Regions from separate parts of the Sus scrofa genome. Here region 1 is linked to region 2. Evidence: chromatin contacts called from public HiChIP or PLAC-seq data. All regions are on one chromosome and are shown on one strand. The core of a region is the stretch at or near the end of the contact, and the rest is flanking DNA. Distances in the headings are between cores, read along the strand shown. Region 1 overlaps DOK5 (docking protein 5). Region 2 overlaps PFDN4 (prefoldin subunit 4).

The links. HiChIP or PLAC-seq counts read pairs in DNA pulled down with a chosen protein or histone mark.
Region 1: an H3K27ac HiChIP or PLAC-seq map of skeletal muscle shows a contact between it and region 2. The contact joins two enhancer-like sites. A contact is called at or near these places in 1 of 5 promoter capture datasets (fetal skeletal muscle), 1 of 47 Hi-C or Micro-C datasets (embryonic fibroblasts) and 1 of 2 datasets of contacts at active chromatin or transcription factors (skeletal muscle).

Annotation. Positions count from the first base shown.
Region 1 is chr17:55,513,283-55,520,892 of Sscrofa11.1, forward strand. All of the region lies in intron 6 of DOK5 (docking protein 5), which reads left to right. Among named protein-coding and RNA genes, the nearest start is that of DOK5, 130 kb to the left of the region's middle. Within about 2 kb of position 4,624, at least 3 of the 83 cell types and tissues checked have an H3K27ac peak or open chromatin away from gene starts, as enhancers often do. A contact at or near this core is called in skeletal muscle, where this site is marked.
Region 2 is chr17:55,157,087-55,164,103 of Sscrofa11.1, forward strand. PFDN4 (prefoldin subunit 4) reads left to right here. Exons shown (of 4, transcript NM_001123160.1): 2 at 6,286-6,393. Among named protein-coding and RNA genes, the nearest start is that of PFDN4, 4.8 kb to the left of the region's middle. Within about 2 kb of position 3,740, at least 11 of the 83 cell types and tissues checked have an H3K27ac peak or open chromatin away from gene starts, as enhancers often do. A contact at or near this core is called in skeletal muscle, where this site is marked.

The DNA.
Region 1 (7,610 bases), core at 3,374-5,873, 360 kb after region 2:
CATGTGTCAAGTTCAAGTGGAACGCTTCTACAATTCTGGAAATCAAAGTAATTTATATTCATCCTAATTTAAAAAGTAATTGTTTCCACTTTTTTTTTTTTATGTAGAGGGCATTAAAGAAAGCACAGAATCAATTTCACTACCTCTCAGACACTTAAAAAGACCCTTGCCTGCTGGGATTTGATGTGTATAAACACTCTTCTCACCACCTGGTCCCCATTCCTCCACCCACAGAGAAATCAGTTTTTACCTCTACTGATTGGGCTAAGCTACATTTTTTTTTTTTTTTTTTTTAGTGTATTACTTAAAGCAGTCACCGCCTTTTGTTTTGTTTTGTTTTGTTCCTGAAAAAAAATATAAACCCCTTTTATATCCTGGCATACTAATTGTAATTCAACAATCTTTTATTGAAACACCTATCTACTGCTTGCAAAGTAGATCTTGGAGAGAACTTAATGTGTAAAAAAAAAAAATCTTTTGTCTTTTTGAAGGAGCTTGAAATTCCGGTAAGAAGTTATGATTTAAACCCCTCCAAACATGCAACAGTATCATGAGTCTTGTATTTCAGCTTAATGTGGTCTCTTTGGAGGGCAGTTTGTCCCTGTTGATCAAAACTGAATGCATACCTGCCTTTACTCAACAACAACTTCTAGGGGTTTAAAAACACACGAGCAGGAGCAACGATGATGTGGACGCATGCTCGTGGAGTGAGTCACTCCTTTTTTCTTACATTCTGCTGTTCGACGCATATTTTCTGAGTCCTTCTGTCCATGAAGTGATGGGGAGGTGACTGAAGAAGATGAAGTTCCCATTTAGGGGGAGCTTGTGTGTTGTGATAGAAAAAACTAGAAACAGTGTCAGTGTCCACCCAAAGGGAATAATTTGATACCTTGTGCTGTAAAAGGAATGAAACGATTCCGCTAAATAGGGTCACCCTCAGTAGTATCAAAGGTGTGTGAGGCGCATGAATGAGGCAGAGGCAGGGCAGGGGCAGAGTCCCACACACACACTCACTCACGCGCACACACACACACACACACACACACACACACATGCTTTGTAAACTCAGAAGGTGAACATCCAGCAGGATCCAAATATTCCAGGTAGTCCTGGGGGGCAGGACTGTGGTTTGAGGGTTCTGGGAGGGGGCTTTAATATTTCACTGTCTGTCTGTCTCTTCCGTCCATGTTTCTGAAAAACCATGGCTATGTAATTGTATTTATAGGAACAGAAACAGTAGTTGAGCTTGCAGCATAGGGCAAACAATGGATACATGGGTGAGGAAGAGGAAGAGGACGTGCCTTCCACTGGAAGGCATAAAAAACACATAAGAAATAATGGCTCAGTGGGTTCAGAACCTGACTAGTATCCATGAGGATGTGGGTTCAATCCCTGGCCTTGCTCAGTGGGTTAAGGATCAGTGTTGCCACTAGCTGCAGTGTAGGTTGCAAATAGATGTGGCTTACATCTGGCGTGGCTGTGGCTGTGGTTTAGGCCAGCAGCTGTAGCTCCGATTCAGTCCCTAGCCTGGGACCTTCCCTATGCTGTGGGTGGAGCCATACAAAAGAAAAAAGAAAGAAAGAAAGAATGGTTTTTAAAAGCTTGGTAGGGAAGTTTTCAGGTGCTGTAAATGGGGTGGGGTCATCTTTGCAGAGAAGGTTGTGACTGAGCAGAGTTTTCGGATGAACAGGAGTTAGCTACGTGCTACAGCTGCAGCTGCTGGTGATGACAGTGACTCTGACAGTCATTGAAAACCTACTATGTGCTAGGTACTCTGCCGAGCATCATACATGTATTAACTTTAATCTTCAATGTGAGTCCACTGACATGGGCGCTGCCACCCCATTTTTATAATTAAGGAGTTTGAGGTGTGGACACACAGCTAGAAATGATGGAGCCAAGATTCAGATCCAGGTGTTGCTGCCTCCAGTGTCCACAGTGCTGTACTTCCTCGGCTAAAATTAAATTAATGAAATCAGAAGTCATAATAAACACTCTTGGCGAATTCATTAGAAATTAAAAGAGGCTAAGTGTTGTTAAGCTATGTTTACTCATAGAGAATTAAGACAGGCTAAACCCTTTAGGCAGAATAGATGCAGATAGAACTCAGGCTTCCACCTTAAATTTGCTCTGACTTTTGTTTCTGTATATTTGGGGAGGGGAATGTCATGTTCTGAGTCTCTTAAAAAACCTAATTCAGTGGTATCTTGTAATGGTCCTTTCAGTTGACTTGTAATGGTCCTTTTCAGTTGACTACTTTATACCATTTCTCTCCAGAGCTATAAGGTCTTGTCACCTTGCCGTGGTCATAATTTAGCTGATGGCTGTGCCTCTCAGGAAAAGGAGACAAACCAGATGTTGCTCTCAGGTTATAGCTTTGTTTATAAATTCTGACACTCATCTTAATGTTTAATACGGTGGCTCCCTACGTAGGCAATAAACTGAGTACACGATGATGGCAAGACCGCAGGTCATGGTATGAGTTTAAGATGTTCACATGTGAGCAGAGGGTGCAACGGGTTGACCAGATGGGCTTGATAAGCAACACAGTTTTGCCAGTATCGATCATGGCAAAGAGGAGAGAGGAATGGGGACAGGGACTGAGAGATGAATTGTGTCAATTCAATGCCACTTGAAATCGATTTTGAGATGTTAGGGAATAAGTGATTTATCCATCTCCACCAAGAAGTGGCAAACATTTTCTGAAAAGGGCCAGTTGCCAAGGATTTTAGGCTTTTAGGAGCCACATATGGCTGCTGCTGCTTCTGTTTTTCTTCCTTCCCTTCTCCCCACCCCTCTGCTGATTCTCCCTCCTCTTCTTCCATTCTTAGTCTGGGCCGTACAACAGAGGCTGCCAGGATTTGGCCTGCACTGACCCCCGTGCTACACCCTGGCTCTTAGGCATTAGATACAAATGCACTCATTTAACCAATCTCTCCCCTCCAAGCCATGTGGATTCACTTTTTCTCCTAGGAGTTCGTCAAAGGAAAAAGCAATACTTCCAAATACCTAGCACTAAAATCAGAGGCCACTTGTGATCTTAACCAGAGTCAATCATTTTTAGAGACACCAGAGACATCCTTCAATACAGGTCGCAGCTTTTGTTTCCCCCAGCAGACACGTGCTTTGCCTCACTCGTATGGCTATTTTTTCTTATAATATTAAAGTGTTGGATGTGGCCAGCATCGGACAACCGGAGTACCTCATGGAGAGGGCATTTGGTGGTGGTACCAGGATGGGAAGTGGTCATCAGTGATGGAAGTTTCAATATTTGGCGGGGGTGGGGGATAGATCCAACCAATTGCTTCTGCAGAACTGGAAATTGACCATGTGGTAGGTTCCTGCTCAAATATTCACTGACCAGTCCAGGTATGAGATACAAATCCTCCTCCATTATGTAAGTAGCAAGCAGGAGGGATAAAGTTATCTACTAGCTTGGCTTCAGGCAGCAGAAACCCTTAGGTGGATGTCTCAGATGGCCAGAGCAGGGAGAAGGAGCTAAGGTCACCAACGACGGTAGGGCAGGTGTCATGAGCTGGCACGTGCAGACCACTCTTGTCTGGCCTGCCAGGTATCGGCCCAGATCACATTTTCTAAAGATTAACTTAGTTCCCAATGTTTAAAGTGGAAGCTTTCACAGAGTTCTGTCTTTTGAGAAAATGAGACTGTCTGGCAACAGTGTGGCTGCTTGGGTCAAAATTGAATAGCGGCTACCATTTTGAGATACTGACGGTTCTTCTGTGTTTTGTAGATCTTACTTCCTGTGGTCAATAATCATTTCTAACACCTTCATGACACATTTAGACATTCACGTTTGCAACCCTGGTTTAGGGGAGACCACTCATACCTCTTGTCCTTCGTATTTTTTGCCAAGACATTTGTTTTCCTGATATCTTTTTATGGAAGATTGTAGCTGTTTCTCTGGCTCCTACTGGGGAAAATATCAGGGTGGATATGCATCCAGTATCTTATGATGGAAAATGCAAAACATATGTAGGCACGAGTGTGCTTGGTGACAAAAACCAGCTGTGCAGTCTGCATTTCTCGGGTCAATAAGGCAAGCATTACATGGTAAGCTTTTAAAGGCTCTGTTATGGATAATCAGAAGTGTGACCATAGGAATTTTTTCCCAAGCTTGGGACACTTTTGAGAGTCAAGTCTGATTGGCTATGTCATCAGCAGGCCTGGTTCAAAAGGAAAACACAGGGTCCTTTGTTCAAAAATCATCAAGGTTTTCAAGACGTTGACACCAGAACATCAGAGCAAGCATGGGTTTGTGTGACTGCACAGCTATATGCCTTTGAAGCTGCTCTTGATCAAGAGTTATGCCTGATATCAGATGTAAGCAGGGCATAGCCAGGAAAACCGGACTGTATACTCACCCTTAACCGGTGGTTCTCGGTGAAGCACCTCCCAGGAATCATTTGGCCACAACTGGAAACTTTTTGGGTTGTCAGTACTGAGTGGGAGACAGGAGGTGGCATGCTACTAAATACCCTCTAATGCACAGGACGATATAATCCAAAGATAACCTGGCCCCAAAGGTCAGTTGCAGAAGGTCGAGGATTCTGCTCTAAAGATAGAGTAGGCTCTGCTTGAAGCCTGGGCAAGAATTTGATGGCTCAGAATGTCCAGGATTGAATGTCACTTCTAAGCTATTGTGCAGCTTGGCCTCCTTTTGCTCTGTGTACTTCTTATGTCATCTGTGGGTGACAGTGACAGCGTTTATGCCCCGAAGTGTTGCCCATGGGAGGCGCTTAGGAGGGACATAAGATGTGACAGGTGTGAGCCATTAGGATTCCTCTGTGTTCACGCAGACTGGCATGGGAAGAGCTGCGAGAAAGAGAGTCCCCTTGAAGCAGTGGGGATACAAACAGGTCACATCAGGAGTTTGGGTGCTGAGGCTGAGCACTGTTGTTTGTTGTATCCATTAAGACCTGGATAGTGTGAGCAAGCTTGTCGGCATCAGACTGAGAGGCAAGGCTCCTGCCTTGTGCGTGGGGCTCGGCAGGCTGAGGTTCGAAGCAGGACCTTGTAAATATGCACAGAGTTAGGTAAAACTCTTTGCAAATGTGCAAAGTGCCCCAGAGCAAAGCACAGCACACCCAGGTGCAGGCCATTCTGCACCCAGCCCACCACTCCACTCAGTGTCCTTTCCCTCCCTGGACCTGGGTCCAGCGAGCATGGGGCATCTTGCCCCTAAAGCACCTGCTTCTGTTGAGTGTGAGCTACTGAGTTTAAACGTTCATTCTGACCCTAGGGGCATTCTGCCTTTGCACGGACTTTAAAAATGGTCCTCCATGTAAGTGGCTGCTCCACTCAAGACTGTGCACCTTCAGAGGGGAGGGGACAAGGCCCCCGTGTGTCTGCAAAAATCTCAGGGCCAAGCACAGAATTTACTGAACTTTTTTTGAATGAACAAAATAGGAGTTGAATAGACAATTTTATGCGCATGAAGAAAAAAAGTGAAGCCAGAATACCAAATCGCCTTCCCTCCCAGTGCCAAAACAAGGCCCAGATTCCAAGCAAGCCTGCTTTGAGAGGCCGTGGAACACAGTTCTGAGGTTATCAATTTCCATGTCCGGGTGGGGAGAGGGTTTCCTCAGGAAGAAGGCAGAAAAAGTTACCAGAAGCAAAGGGAGGAATGATTCTGTTACGTGCATATGGCTGAGAACTCAGATGGCTCTGAATAAATGGATGCAAATCACTTTCATTCCCCATGAAAATAACCATTTGAGTGCATCTGGTGCTCAGCAAAATGCCGCATTTGGAAATTTGGCCCCAAATGGTGGATTCCACTAACAGTCTGCTTTATCAAAGCTGCAGGCGACAAGGGAGGCATTGTTTCAGCCAAAGTTCTGCTCCCTAAGGCGCGTCTCTGCTGCATTTTCTTTTTACTTAGCAGGGAAACTGTCTTTCTCTCCTGCTCACTTTTAGTTTCTTTCTCTCTCTCCTTTTTTTTTTTTTTTTTTTGGCGGGGGCGGGGGGGGGGGTGAGGGGGAGTGGTTAACGTTCCAGGAGTAAGCCTCTGCGCGCTCTATTTCCGTCACAGCTCAGTAATATTCTGTGAGATCTCGGTAACATGGTGGTGATGGGAATAGCCGCCACTTTCACTCCCAATGTCAGAACAAGGGAGAGGAGTTGGAGAAAGTGAAGATAGCTCCTCTTTGGCTGGTTCCTGCCAAACATCTGCCAAAGCTGGAATCAGGATTATGCAGCCCTGGAGAACGGGTTTCATTAGAAAGCCAGGGATGACTGCCTGATGGGCAGCTCATTGGGGTGCACTTGAGAGACACCCCTGGGATGGGGTCCAAGGACTGGGAGAATCACTGGCAGGTTCTATTCTTTGAGATATGGTGAGCGGTCCCATCTCGTCCAACCAACTGCCATTTCTCTAAGCTTCGGAAGTAAATCCAGGTGCCTTTTATCCCTCTGAACCATGAGCCCATCCCTTGAGGTCTCATGACATCCTCAGTGTTTTCTGTGCAAATACACACGATTCTGATGTGAGCTTTAGCTCTGATAAGAGGCCAGATCTTAAAACCTGGCTGGGCGTTTTTACCAGCTCTGTCCTTGGCCAGGCCACTTCACCACGTTAGGATTTGTTCCCCTCCTGGGAAGGAGGAAGGTGAATTTGTACACACCTTCCCAGGTGGGACAGCTCCTGAGATTTCCTGATGTCGTGTCTGGTGCTACTCAATACGAGTCCACCTGAGCCGTTATCATGATTGACGTTAAGAAAGGATAAGAGGGCAAGAGGATGGAAGATGATAGGCGTTTCCCCTTCACCCGATAATTCTCTTATTGCGTGCATCAGGTCAGCCAGCATGCCCATCAGTGATTCCATCATGCAGCCACTTTTTATTAAGCGCCTGCTGTGTGCCACCATGGGACTCACGCCAGGCACTAGGTATATGAGCATTGACCAGGAATCTTCTCCCTCCTGGAACGAAGAGCTCTGCTCACGAGACAGTCTGCTGTCTTTTGTAGAGGAAGGGGCGCCGTCGTGCAGGCAGATGGTGGTATGACCCAGGTCAGGCTTTCCACGAGCTCTCTGGCCATTTACTAGCAAATCTTGGGGACGGAGGAACTGTATTCTATTCATGTGTTAAGGTTCCAGTCCCCAGCGGCGTGCGTGGCTTATAAATGATGCCCAGAGTCTCTAAGTGCGTGGAATGAATGAGTGAATGAACCCAAGGACACCACGTGCAGAGTTCCCTGAAAGGAGCGAGGGAGAGCAGGGCTGCGGGCAGGGAGAGTGTAAGCAGAAACCTGAGTTTGGAGGCTTTGTCTGCTTGAGGGATAAAGTTAGAACAACGAGCCGTTGCGTCTGGCCCTGCACTGAGTGTCTGCATGCTTGATTTTGTTTAATTTTTCACAACTATCCTTGGAAGTCAGGATTGGTTTTTGAATCCTATTTAATTTATTTTTACAGAAACAGATTATGGACAATTTAACTAGCTGTAGGAGCTCCCATCATGGCTCAGTGGTTGACGAATCCAACTGGGAACCATGAGGTTGCGGGTTCGATCCCTGGCCTGGCTCAGAGGGTGGGGGATCTGGCATTGCCGTGAGCTGTAGTGTAGGTTGCAGACACGGCTCGGATCCCA
Region 2 (7,017 bases), core at 2,490-4,989:
AGCTTCCCTAGTGTCTGCTGGGAGGCCCCTGGCTGAAGGGATTTACTTTGTAGGTTTTGGGTGTGTTTCCTTTCGTTCCTCTGTAAGACCACGTGGGAACGTGCTTCCATGGCTTTTGTGCTTCACAGCACCTCGTAATCTAAGCCGCCTGATCTCGGTGTAGGGTGACCAGTCCATCCCAGTTTGTCTGAGATGGGGGGGGGGGCGTGCAAAAACTGGGGAAGCCCCAGGCAAACCAAGTCATGAGTTGTTGACCCTGCTGGTCTGTCCACCACAGAGTCTTAATTGAGTGCCAGATAGGGTTTAGGGCCAAGGTGCTTCAAACCAGTGTGAGACCTTGTGAGATTCACTTGGCTTGGATTCTGTATTTAACTTGGCCCCTCTGTTAGCCTTTAAGTCTGTGCAAGATACTAGTTGTGGTTCACCCTCAATTGACAGATGTAGACACTGAAGTCCAGAGAGATGAAGTAAACCTTGAGGAAGTGGTAGAGGAATGATTTGAACCCTGGGCCTGATGGCAAACTTTTTGATCACCCACATTTTTTCAGTCATTCAACAAACTTTTTGAGTATGTGCTGTGACACAGTCTCAGTTTTCTCTTTCTTTCTTTCTGTCTTTTCTTTCTTCCTTCCTTCCTTTCTTTCGGCTGCACCCATGGTATATGGAAGCACCCAGGCTAGGGTCAAATCAGAGGTGTAGCTGCTGGCCAGCGCCACAGCCACAGCCATGCCAGATCCGAGCTGTATCTGCAGCCTACACTGCAGCTTGCGTCTGTGCCGGATCCTTAATCCACCAAGTGAGGCCAGGGATCAAACCCACATCCTCACGGAAACCAAGTCAGGTTCTTAACCCACTGAGCCACAGTGGGAACTCCCTGTCTCCGTTTTAGGTGATGGAGCTGAGAATGGTGAGCAGGAATGAAGTTCTGATCTTCTCATAGCATTGGAGAACCTGTGCTGTTGGGGAGAGGCAGCTGTTACTCAGTAGTCCCACAGAGAACTACAAGTTGCAGGTCCAGCGAAGAGCAATGCAAGAAGGGCACGAGCGAGAGGGTGGAGTAAGGTCTGCTTGGGGAGCAGGGAAGGCTTTCCTGAGAAGGTGTGATCTCGTGAGAGCAAGAGAAGGTCGGAAAGGCGGTGAGACATTCTAGAAAGGGAGTACCTCTTACAGAGGCCCCGTGTGCATCAAATCAAAGCGTGACCAGAATGACAGAGAGCCGGCGGGGGGAGGTTGCACCAAGATGGTGAAAGAGCTTATAGAGGGGTCGGTGGCGGCCAAAACACACGAGTGTTTCCTCCTTTTCTCAGTAGGACGCACGTAAACATCTTGCAAAGGTGCCTGGGGTCGTGGACAGTGCCCGGTGGGTTAGCACACGGGCCTTTTCCTCTGCCTCATCTCAGAAGAAAGCAGAGGCGCGCCAGTGGCTGAGAGTGAAACATCACGGGGGTGGTAGCCCTTTGCAGGCGATGAAAATTGTTAGCGGCCTGGAGCGCTTTATCCTTACAACGCATGACCTCCCAACAGCTCCTGACATTTTCTGTTCGGGAGTGGAGGTGGTCCAGGGCCATCTCCAGAGTTCTGCTTTCTCAGGTCTAGTCCTTGGCCACGAGGGGAGCCACGGTCTGATTTCTCAGGGAAGCCGCCTTCGACCTTCCCCAGCTCTCAGGAACTTCCATCCACCCCCATCGCATTATCACCATCTACCAAACAACCTGGCTTTTTGCCGCCTCCTCTCCTGGATGTAAGCTCGCCAGTGTTCATGTGCCAGCCTCAGGGATACTTCTCTTCACAGTGCCTTGCATCTAGGACATGCTAACTCTTTTTTTTTGGTCTTTTTTATCTTTTTAGGGCCGCACCCATGGCATATGGAGGTTCCCAGGCTAGGGGTCCAATCGGAGCTGTAGCCACCAGCCCACGCCACAGATATAGCAACACCAGATCCGAGCCGCGTCTGCGACCTACACCACAGCTCATGGCAACACCGGATTCTTAACCCATTGAGTGAGGCCAGGGATGGAACCCGCAACCTCATAGCTCTCAGTTGGATTCATTTTTGCTGTGCCAAGACGGGAACTCCCTAACTCATTAGTGGAGTGACTGTTCGCTAGAAAGGTGAATAAAAATGGCAAAAATCCAAAATTTCATACCGTAGAAATTGGGTAAACCTTTAAAAAATCAAGATAGAAGCTGACTAAAATTGGCTGGAATTTCCTTCTAGGTTTTTTAGAAGCCAAGTCTAGATTCTGTTGGTAGTGGCCAAACTCAGGACGGGGCAGCCGAGTAGGGGTCACTTTACTCCCATGACCCCCTGGGCTACTGAGTCCCTAGATAAGGGGGCCGGCACCATGCAGGGGAATTTTCATTTTCGCTCTGCATCTTGAGCAGTCCTGTTTCGCTCAGACCTAGCAGGATTGTCTTGTAGATCTGAGTGTGTTCTTTGTGATGATTTTTGGTAAATATTATTCAGGAAGTAAAGCACTCAGCTGTGGTTTACTGAAAGGTGACTCCCCGCCCTGGGCCTACCTGAGGAGCTATTTCATCACCTCTGCCAGGTGGGCATGGCCTCCCCAGAGGGCACATGAATGACAAGCCTGAGGTGGCTCCAGAGACCTGAGCGGTTTGCCCAGGTTCCTGCTGCTCGGCCTGGGGTCCCATCTTACTGTCCTGCACTCTGTGGCCTGGAGTGCTGCGAACTGACGCCTTCCACCTGGAGTGATTTTTGGGCTCGTGAGTGGTAGTGACTGCATCTGGCTTCTCTTAAAGCAGGAGTTCTGGGAGTTCCTGTCGTGGCTCAGCAGTAACAAACTTGACTCGTATCCATGCGGACTTGGATTTGATCCCTGGCCTCGCTCAGTGGGTTAAGGATCTGGCTTTGCTGAGAGCTGTGGTTTCGGTCACAGATGAAGCTCGTATCTGGCGTTGCCATGGCTGGGTGGCAGCCACAGCTCCGATTCGACCCCAACCTGGTAACTTCCATATGCTGCAAGTTCGGACCTAAAAAGACCAAAAACCTCCCCCCACCAAAAAAAACTGGAGTTCCTAACCTTCAAAATCTGCTGAAAGCCACGAAGACCCTTCTAGAAGAATGCACACATAAAACACATCATTTTACATACAATTTCAGGGGGTAAAAGGACCTCTCAAAGGCTGTGCACCCCAATGTAAGAATTACTCCCTCCCTGCTGAAATCAAGCTTCCAGCCGTGTAGGAGTGTCTCGATCAGTGAGATCAAAACGGAAGCCAGGGCTGTTAGTCACGGAGGGTGCTGACTTCTCACTTTTCGCTGTAAACAGCACTCCGCTGCTTGGCACGCAGCTTACCCAGGGCCTGTTTGCCGCACACTCTGACTTTAGCCCTTAACCCCAGTGGGAAATTAACTCCAGGGCCCAAGTGTGTGCTCGGGGCCGTGTTTGGTGAGGCTGCAACAGGAAACGCCTGCTTTGGAAAGATAGAAGGCAGGTGGCCAGACCCTGCAACTTTGTAGAAAGCATGTGTCAGTGAGTCTGATGGCACATGTTAGATTCAAATTGAGAAACTGGCTTAAGGGTCAGTTGTGCTTCAGGCAAGCCCGATGCTGGGCACTTTCAGCAAGAGTACCCCGCTCAAGGCTGACAGTGACAAGTGCCTCTATAAAGACATATTCAGGCTCTCAAGGATTCAGTATTTAAATACTGCAGGAACAAGAACTCCAGAATTCTAGGTTCCCTGTTTGCTTGGAGCATTGAGGGTGAGTTCCTGTCTAGACCAGTGGCTCGGGTGCCAGCATATCTGCACATGGACTTTCCTTTGGCTTCTGTGGCAGCTCAGTGTTTCCCAGCTGCCGTATTTGTAAGAATTCTGCACAAGGATGAACATTCAAAGCTGTGTACATGTTGTGGTATGAAGGCGTTTTTTTCAAGATGCCTACCGGGTCTCTGATGGTGGGCCCGATGCGTGTTTATTGGATATTGAGAGCCTGGGCGAGTGGAGGGTGAAATTCTCGGTGTCTCCATTTATATATTCTGACCACTAAGCTCCGTATTGCTTGAGACAACGGGTTGTCTTTCACATAAAAGAAATAAAAGTGCATATCGTATGTCATTGGTCATGAGAGACCAGCTGAAAGGATGGGTAGTGGCCCTTGAGAACCAGTACTGCTACTGGCAAAAGAGCCAAAAATGGGCGTTCCCATCCTGGCGCGGTGGAAACGAATCCCACGAGGAACCATGAGGTTGTGGGTTTGATCCCTGGCCTCGCTCAGTGGGTTAAGGATCTGGTGTTGCCATGGGCGGTGGTATAGGGTGCAGACATGGCTTGGATCCTGCGTTACTGTGGCTGTGGCGTAATCTGGAAGCTGTAGCTCTGATTAGACCCCTAGTGTGGGAACTTCCATGTGCCGTGGGTGTAGCCCTAAAAAGCAAAGGAAAAAAAAAAAAAAAAGGCCAAAGATAGTCTTTGTTGAACCCATATCTGTATATCTCTTTCCCCTAAGTTATAATCTAATGCCCTTGTTCTTGTTTTATAACTGAGGGGAAAGTCAAAAGTCTAGTATTTTAAATAAATGTTTTAAAATACATGGTCCTCCTTTGAGAATCTGATAAAAGCCAAGTACTTCCTGCTGCATCTTCCAGACATGCATGATTGTGTGTGTAAACACACACACACACACACACACACTTTTGCCTTTAGTTTCCAAGAGCTCATGGACGCATCTGGACTCTGGAGCCAACCTACCTGCGTTGAAACCAAGATCTACTGCTTACTAGCTGTATGGCTTTGGGCAAATTACTTAACCTCTCTGTGCCACACTTTCCCCATCTGTAAAACAGTGGTACTAATGATCTTACTTATTAAGATTGACTGGAGGATGAGTAGAGGCCTGAAAGTGCTTGGAGAGTTCCCGTTACATAGTAAGTACTCAGTAAATGGCAGCTATTGTTTATGTGATTTCATAGATACTTTGTCATCGAAGCACTCTGGTTTTATTTACAAATTTAATCACATAGGGGTTTTTTTGGCCACGCTCATCGCATATGGAAGTTCCCAGGCCAGGGATTGAACCTACACCTCAGCAGTGACCTGAGCCACAGCAGTGACCGTGCTGGATCCTTAACCCACTGAGCCACCAGGGAACTTCAATCACATAATTTAAAAATTCTCAGTTTTTATCATTTCACAGTGAATTACAGCTTTTCATAATTAAGACACGTAAATAATGTCTACATTAAAATAAACTTAAATCTTTACTATGTATATATGGAATATAGTCACTGAAATGCATAGTGACCTTCAAGCCAGCATATCAATTGGATTAAGAGTAATAGGCGTTCCCGATGTGTGGCTCAGCAGTAATGAACCTGAGTAGTAGCTAATGAGGATGCAGGTTCAATTCCTTGCCCTGCTCAGTGGATTAAGAATCCAGTGTTGCTGTGAGCTGTGGTGTAGGTCGCAGATGAGGCTTGGATCCCGTGTTGCCCCCGGCAGCTGCAGCTCTGATTTGACCCCTAGCCTGGGAACTTCCATATGCCATGGGTATGGCATAAAAAGACAAAAAAAAAAAAAAAAAAAAAAAAATTATAGAAACAGGCAGGTTTCTGATAACCTCAATAAGCATAAAGAAGTATTAATTCTGAGAGAATAAGCTAGGCTGAGGCATTAGCCAAAATTAATTACCACACCTTTTTTGCTGCCTTGGTTATCTTGATGAAAGAATGTTCCAGAATTGAGAAATTCCACTTGGCCCAAAGGTGACTGACTTGATTCCAGACTTACTCTTTTTTTAATAAAAAAATGAATTACTTTTTTCTTTTTACAGCTGCATTTGTGGCATGTGGAAGTTCCCAGGCTAGGGGTCAAATCACAGCTGCACCTGCAGGCCTGAGCCATAGCCGCAGCAATGCCAGATCCGAACCGCCTCTGCAGCCTCCGCCGCAGCTTGTGGCAACGCTGGATCCCCGACCTACTGAGCGAGGCCAGGGATTGAACCCAAATCCTCATGGATACTAGTCGGATTCATTTCCACTGTGCCACAACGGGAACTCCCAAGACTTAATTGTTGTTTATATTTAGCATATTTTTGCAGCTTAGGCATTAATTCCATGGAGTATCAGAAGGGGGTATAGGTTTATGAACAAATAGTAAGCTCGTGGAGCAGGAACTTAGTAAGGCCTGTGTGTGTGCTATTCTGTACCCCTTCCTGGACTCCCCGAGGGCAAATAGTTTCTTTAGTTGTTTCAGAGTTATATTAAAAGCTAACCAATAACTTCTCCATTAAAATTCTACGAAAAATTTAAATGTTTTTTTCAGGCTGCGGAAGACGTCAATGTTACTTTTGAAGATCAACAAAAGATAAACAAATTTGCACGGAATACAAGTAGAATCACAGAGCTGAAGGAAGAAATAGAAGTAAAAAAGGTATTGAAAATACAGATCTTACTTAAGAAAAATAAAAATTCTTCACACTATGGCTTTACTAAACCTAAATTCAGCAGTATATGGTTATAGCTCTCTGGGCTCCTTGTTGTGTTTGTCGTAACGCGCTCTAGGTAGTTTAAGAAGGAGGACAGTGGGTAAAAGAGGTGAAACACCCTACAGATGGTTGAGGGGCGACCCTGGGCTGAGGGTCCAGGAGCAGATCCCAGAACCACGTCTCGGAGGACTTGGCTGGTGATGGCGCTCCTGTCGCCGTCCCCTGATCCCAGAGCCAGCGGCCTCCGCGGTGAGGACGCGGCCCCTCAGACCCTGAACACCGGGCTGCTGCCCCGGCCCAGCCTGTCCGCCAGAGGCCTCGTGTCCAGCCTCCTTCAGGCGACTCTGCGGAGCCAAACTCCAGTGCAGGTGCATTTGAGGAGTGGGATTTTTGGTATTGTTTGCTTTCATCCTGTCATCAAGCCAAGCTTTTGTTGTTATTCCTCTCTAGGAAGGCAGCATTCCACAAAGCAGCAGACGCTTTGAGTGGCCTTGGAGGCCCCCCAACCCCTGCTGTCCCTGCAGGGCTGATGGCAGGTCTGGAACCTCCTAGAGGACAGTGGGTTAGTG